2 separate regions of the Anas platyrhynchos genome follow, and region 2 is linked to region 1. A link is a contact called in public Hi-C data. All regions are on one chromosome and are shown on one strand. The core of a region is the stretch at or near the end of the contact, and the rest is flanking DNA. Distances in the headings are between cores, read along the strand shown. Region 1 holds the start of EPAS1 (endothelial PAS domain protein 1). Region 2 overlaps PRKCE (protein kinase C epsilon).

Evidence for each region. A called contact is a pair of places that touch in the nucleus more often than the background predicts.
Region 2: a Hi-C map of liver shows a contact between it and region 1, with 4 times the contacts expected there. The contact joins the enhancer-like site here to the promoter of EPAS1 in region 1. A contact is called at or near these places in 2 of 8 Hi-C or Micro-C datasets (liver and skeletal muscle).

Annotation. Positions count from the first base shown.
Region 1 is chr3:39,411,081-39,414,010 of IASCAAS_PekinDuck_T2T, forward strand. It overlaps EPAS1 (endothelial PAS domain protein 1), which reads right to left and starts at 1,283. Exons shown (of 17, transcript XM_038177629.2): 1 at 1,174-1,283. The coding sequence starts at 1,268.
Region 2 is chr3:39,470,341-39,473,040 of IASCAAS_PekinDuck_T2T, forward strand. All of the region lies in intron 11 of PRKCE (protein kinase C epsilon), which reads right to left. Among named protein-coding and RNA genes, the nearest start is that of EPAS1, 59 kb to the left of the region's middle. Within about 2 kb of position 1,286, at least 1 of the 8 cell types and tissues checked has an H3K27ac peak or open chromatin away from gene starts, as enhancers often do.

The sequences.
Region 1 (2,930 bases), core at 33-2,532:
GTGGGCATTGCATGGACAGAATGGAGGTGCCTGGAGCTGGCCTTTGGAAGGAACTAGATTACAGTTCATATAAAGTGCAGATCCTTTACCATCTTTGCACATTTAGCACACCGCTTCAGAAAGAGAAAGATGTGGCATCTGAATATGCTTGCTACACTGTCAGACCCTGGAAGGCACTTATACAGATTGTTGAGTAGAAACTCTGAATCACTGCAAAGCAGTCAAACTGATGCTCACTTTGCCACTCCTAATTATCATTGCATAACACACAAAAGAAAGGGATGACAATACATGTTTTTGAAAACATATCACCATAGCAGATGTCAGCCCTTCTTTTCCATTGTACTTATGCCTATTGTACACCCAACAATGAAATCATCTGTCACTTCAGCTATCCTCAGGAAAGAGAGTTGTATATATTCACACTGACATGTCAAGCAACAAGTAAATTTGATGGATATCAGCAATATTAAAACTTACAATAAGAGGAAAAACTGTGCACTTCTAGATCCTTGTAAAAAAAAAATCCTTTCTTTTTATAGCTTTCAAGTTTCTATTGGCTGAAAGAAAACACAGGAAGAGGAAAATAAAGGCTGGGGGGAAAGGGGTATAGCATAACTAGCAGCACACTGTGGAGAAGACACATGATTAAATCCTAGCTAGATACCTCCTAGTGCTGCACTCCAAATAATACTGTTAAGGGCCTCACTTGTTCAAAAAACATAACTCTCAGGTCTCTAGTAAACGCACTGCACCTCTACTGTTCCCAGCACAGGAATATCATCAATACTCCAAATACAATGCGGGTGACCTGCACCTGTGAAGCAAGTGTGCACTGGTTCTCACCCTGCCCCAGGCTCCCTCTGCCCTGTGGCAGGAGAGAATGGCTCGTACGCTCCAGGGGGGGCAAGGCAGGGTAGGGCGAAACAACAGGAGGCTCCAGCCACGCGGAGGTCAGAAGAAGCAGCTGCTGGGCTCTCACCAGCAGCGCAAACTGGCGGAGGGAGTGACCTGCACAACCCAACGCCATCAGGAAAAGGGCCACTGGTCACCTAAAAACAATAGAAGACCCAGTGCCAGGGGTCTTCTCACCCTCTCCCAAGCCAGGAGTAAGAGATTAGTTTTCCTCATTGAGCAGTCTCAAGAGGAAAGGAGAGGTAGCAGAGCACTGACCTTATTCCAGAAGTTGTGGGGAAAAGCAGATGGAAAGGTCCCTCTTCTAATGAGCTCAGCAGTTTCCCTGGGGCAAATTTACAGTGCAAATGCATTAGGAATCAGAGCAATTGTATTTGGGACTTCCTGGTCTCAAAGTCCTAAGTTTGAGAATCACCTGGGTTGGTTTACTCCTGTTAAACCCCTAGCAGGAGACACAATCTGGTGTGCTCTTTATTGCTCTCTGTGTGATACACAGTGCTATCACAGAACAAATTCCCCACATCGTGGTTTTTTATTGGTAACTGCGAGATCAATATGGATTTCTTAATTTAGGGATAAGTTTGCAAGGCCAATTCATCTGTCTTTTTCCACTGTGAAACTCAAACACATTTCTCATTGCTGAAGAATAGCAGAGGACTGATCAGTAGTCACAACAGCTACCGACAAAACCACAAGCATTTAGGGTAATTTTTTCCCCCTGCACACATAGATCTACTTTGAAAACAATTTCAAAGAGTCAATTAGTGTTTGGTCATTGGGCATCTGTGATAGAAGATGACTAAGTGAATCAGTAGTTCCTTTCACTTATAATCACTCATTGTGGGTGTTGGATAGCAGTCGCACAAAAGTGTATGGCTACTTTTATTGCACATGGAAACTAGCTTTCAAAGCAAACCGGGGGACAAATGTGGCTGCCCAGAACACCCTTAGCTTCCCGATCAAATCTCTCTTTGATATCCAAAGTGGTACGTTCCAGCAGCACATGCTAATGACTGCAATGCTGTGAAAACTGGCTGGCTCACATGCAGGATTGTAATTTTGGTAAATCTGTTTCCTTTAAAATGCTTACTTTTTGCAGTGAGGGGAGAGAGGGGTTGTGGGAAAGAAAAAGAGAGTGAGGTAGTAAAGCAAGGCAGAATGCCAGCATTTTCTTTCAGTCAGTGTTTGTACCTTTTAAAACATTTTGCCAAATCAAAGAGATGAATTACTTCACTGTTTCTGGAGTCTGATGCAACCCTTTTCACTCACTCAGGCTGCAGTCAGCTGGTATCATTTTGCAGCCTGGGAGAGCTGTGATTTACAGTCTGGGGGATATGAATTCAGCAGTTGGATCACAAGTTTTGGAACTTTCAAAGCACAACATTGGACGTCTGTTCTTTCAGGATGCGTTTTGGCAGATGGCAGTAGCTGAGGAAATCCACCCAGTCTTCTACCTCCATTAAGTATTGGCTGGTGGGTAACTAGTGCTCTGTGTTTATATACAGTTGGTAGTATTATCATTGTTCTGTGCTCCTGTAATGAAACAATTTCTTTGCTGCTCCTGCTGTGAATAACACTGAATGAATTGTATTATCTTAACCAAAGTCACAGCAGGCACTAGGTCAATGGGTAAAACTGTCCAATGTAGGAGGGAATCTCACCCAACAGCTCAATCTCCAGCTGTTGTCATGAACTGGAGGAAAAAAAAAAATAATAGAAAGAAGAAACAAAATTATGTTGAAAGAAAAGTAAATTAATAATATCAGTGGGAAAATAACCAGAAATGGTCCAAACCCAAAGGAACACACACATGACAGAAATTTCCATATTATTGAGGAGAATGGGCTGCAAATAGCTTAATATTTTTGCAGGGATCTTTGAGATACTGAATTCCACATTGTCTGTGCTTCCACTCCAGGGAATTTGAGAACTCTCTTTCCTCTCAAGACCTGAGACTGCTGTGCACCTCACAGGCTAGGCTCTCAATTAATTTGCTTCAAATGATTGGATCTCCC
Region 2 (2,700 bases), core at 36-2,535, 59 kb after region 1:
CAAATGATAAATCAGTTACTTTACCTTTCAGATTGGCTAAATTTTTATTTATTTTCCATATACTTTTGCAGAGGTAATCAAAATAACGTATGTTTTTTAATAATAAAGAGTTTATTTTAAAATAAGCACATTTGCAACATGAAAATTCAGGTGAAGGGTCCCAAGCCATCCAGGAAGCTGTGCACTATGTAAGTGTGAATAATGTCACCAAATGGAAATCAGCCTATGAGGACAGTGATCTGCAGGCAGAAATGTTTGCTGGAGCAGTGTCTAACTGATAAGCCTTTTTACAAAAAGGAGGGAGCTTAAAGCAGGGGATAAAGTGGGCAAAGAGAATAAATGTAAATCTTGAAGCAAAAGTAGCAAGGTTCTGGTATTTACATACAAAAAGTTGTATGTAAATGTCTATATTCAAGTGTATCATCCAATTTTTAAAGGTTTAGTATTTCTAATATCAGTTTTAAAACACCAAATAGAATTCCTTGCATGTTTTCATCTAACACACTGCAGTACTCTCCAACTTTTCTGTTGCATCTTAAGATCGTGACAAAAACTTTGTGAAATGCCTGTCACCTTAGAACCATGTTTGCTGTGCCCTTCTCTGTATTACTGAGAGACTTTGGCAGATGCATTCAATAGCATGCAAAAAGGCAAAGCCTCACCCTTAACGTGACATAGTTTCAACATCACTAGAACTGGGATATAGAAATATTTTCCATTGCATGAAGACAGACTTGATTGAAGGGCACAGCAAAATCCAGTCCAAACTTTTGTCTTTTGACAGAATCACATTTAGGAGGGACCTTCAGAGTTTTAATGCAATGAGAAACAAAAAAACATTATTTTTCTTCTGTTAGAAAATTGTTTGAAGAATATGACTTTGTTTGGAACTGGTGTACACGCTTCTGTAGAAACAAAGCAATGCCTCGGTGTTTTAGGAAAGCTGCAGGGATTGCCTTATGTCAGTAAAATTCAATTTTACATGTACTGTAACTCCTTTGGATTTTTATTTTGTATAGTCTTCTCTCAGTTAAAATCTTCTTATCAAATGCAGAAAGATAACACATTTTTTCCTGTTATAAAAATAAAGGATGGACATCAATCATCTAAAATCACTGACATTCATCTAGAAGTAAATATAAATATGATCTATAGCATTTTGCTGCTATTATCTGCTCAGAAGTGCTGTCGCCCTTTCTACTGAGCGTACCGGAACATGGCTGCCCTCACAGGAATGTAAACTTGGCATTAACCCGGGCAGATTCCCACTCCCTGCCTTCTCTCATTTAACATTAACTCACTCCTATACTGTTATCAGAAGGTAAAGGTCATAGCTTTATTTACACAATACAGCACTATACAAACGGTCATTAAACAAGAAAATCTTGCACCAAATAAACAAGAAGCGAAAAAACAATGCTGACCTTGCTACTGGGAACTCCCCCTGGAAGTACCTTGTCTTTCCCCAGATGAGGTCAATGTTGCTGCTCTGGCCTTCTAAATATTAACTGCCCAGCACTGTGCCTCTCAGACCCAACTCCTACGTGAGAGCCAACTAAGGACTTTCTTATGTTCCAAAACCAGGAGAAATTTAGAAAGCATTTTACTGCTGGCAAGACCACGGGGTTCATATCCTATTCCCACAGTCTTTACTCGTCCTTCCACAGCTGGAAACCTTGTCAAAGGCGCTCCTATATGACAGCAGCCTTTAGCACAATGCAGAAGCTAGGCAGATGGCAGGGTGGACTCCCTTGGTCCGAATGCCAGAAGCCTGGGAACCAACCCTTCTTCCTGCTTCACATCTCCCTCGGCCCGGCTCCTCTCCACCCCAGCCCACTGCCTTTTCCTGCGGGAAGACATCCTGCTTATTTATGCCTTTCACGACCGCTGGCCTGCCTAGACACAGCAAGAAAATGTGCAAAAAGGGCAGGAGGCCACTGAATAAAATCCCATCAGAGCTCACACCCGGTTTGGGAAACTAGACCGTGCAGAGCAGAGCACACATGTAGCCAGGGTGCAAATCCTGCCAGGAGCTCTGGGCCAGTGGCACGACTTCGGCAACTGTCCCCAGGTGCACTGGGACTCAGCCGCACACACACACACAGCCGCACAATTCACGCCTTGCTTCCTGCCTTTACCGAGGGTGATGGAAATAGGTTGTTGCTCACTGGAGCCAGAAGCAGACTGTGCCTTCTCTGTAGCAGACTCCTGTAACGGGCAGTTTATGAGGGAAAGGGGTAGAGCGCGGGATATTCCTGGGCTTAGGTCTATATATGCTATATGAGGTATGTGGTGTTTCTTGCCCTCCTTCATGAGCCATAGCTCAAGCAGCAATTTAAACTTTAATTGCTTAGATTACCAATAAGATAATCTTTACATAGTTACAAACACACTTAAACTAACACACTGCCTAAGTGCCTCCGAGTTTGAGCTTTGTGTTTTAAACGGCCAAAGAAAGTGGGGGAAGGGAATTTTATTTGGTTACTACTATTCAGAAATAACATGGTGAGGTAACTTGGGAGAATGATGACTTTTAACGTGTTAACCACTGACCATGCAGCATTTTCATCAGTGTAAATATAACTCCTCATTACTCTGCCAAGGTTGCACTGAATCATACAACCACCACTGAAGTCAGACTTTCTAAATATTCTTATTTCACATAAAAACACACTAATAAAAGTGCTTTCAATTTTAGAT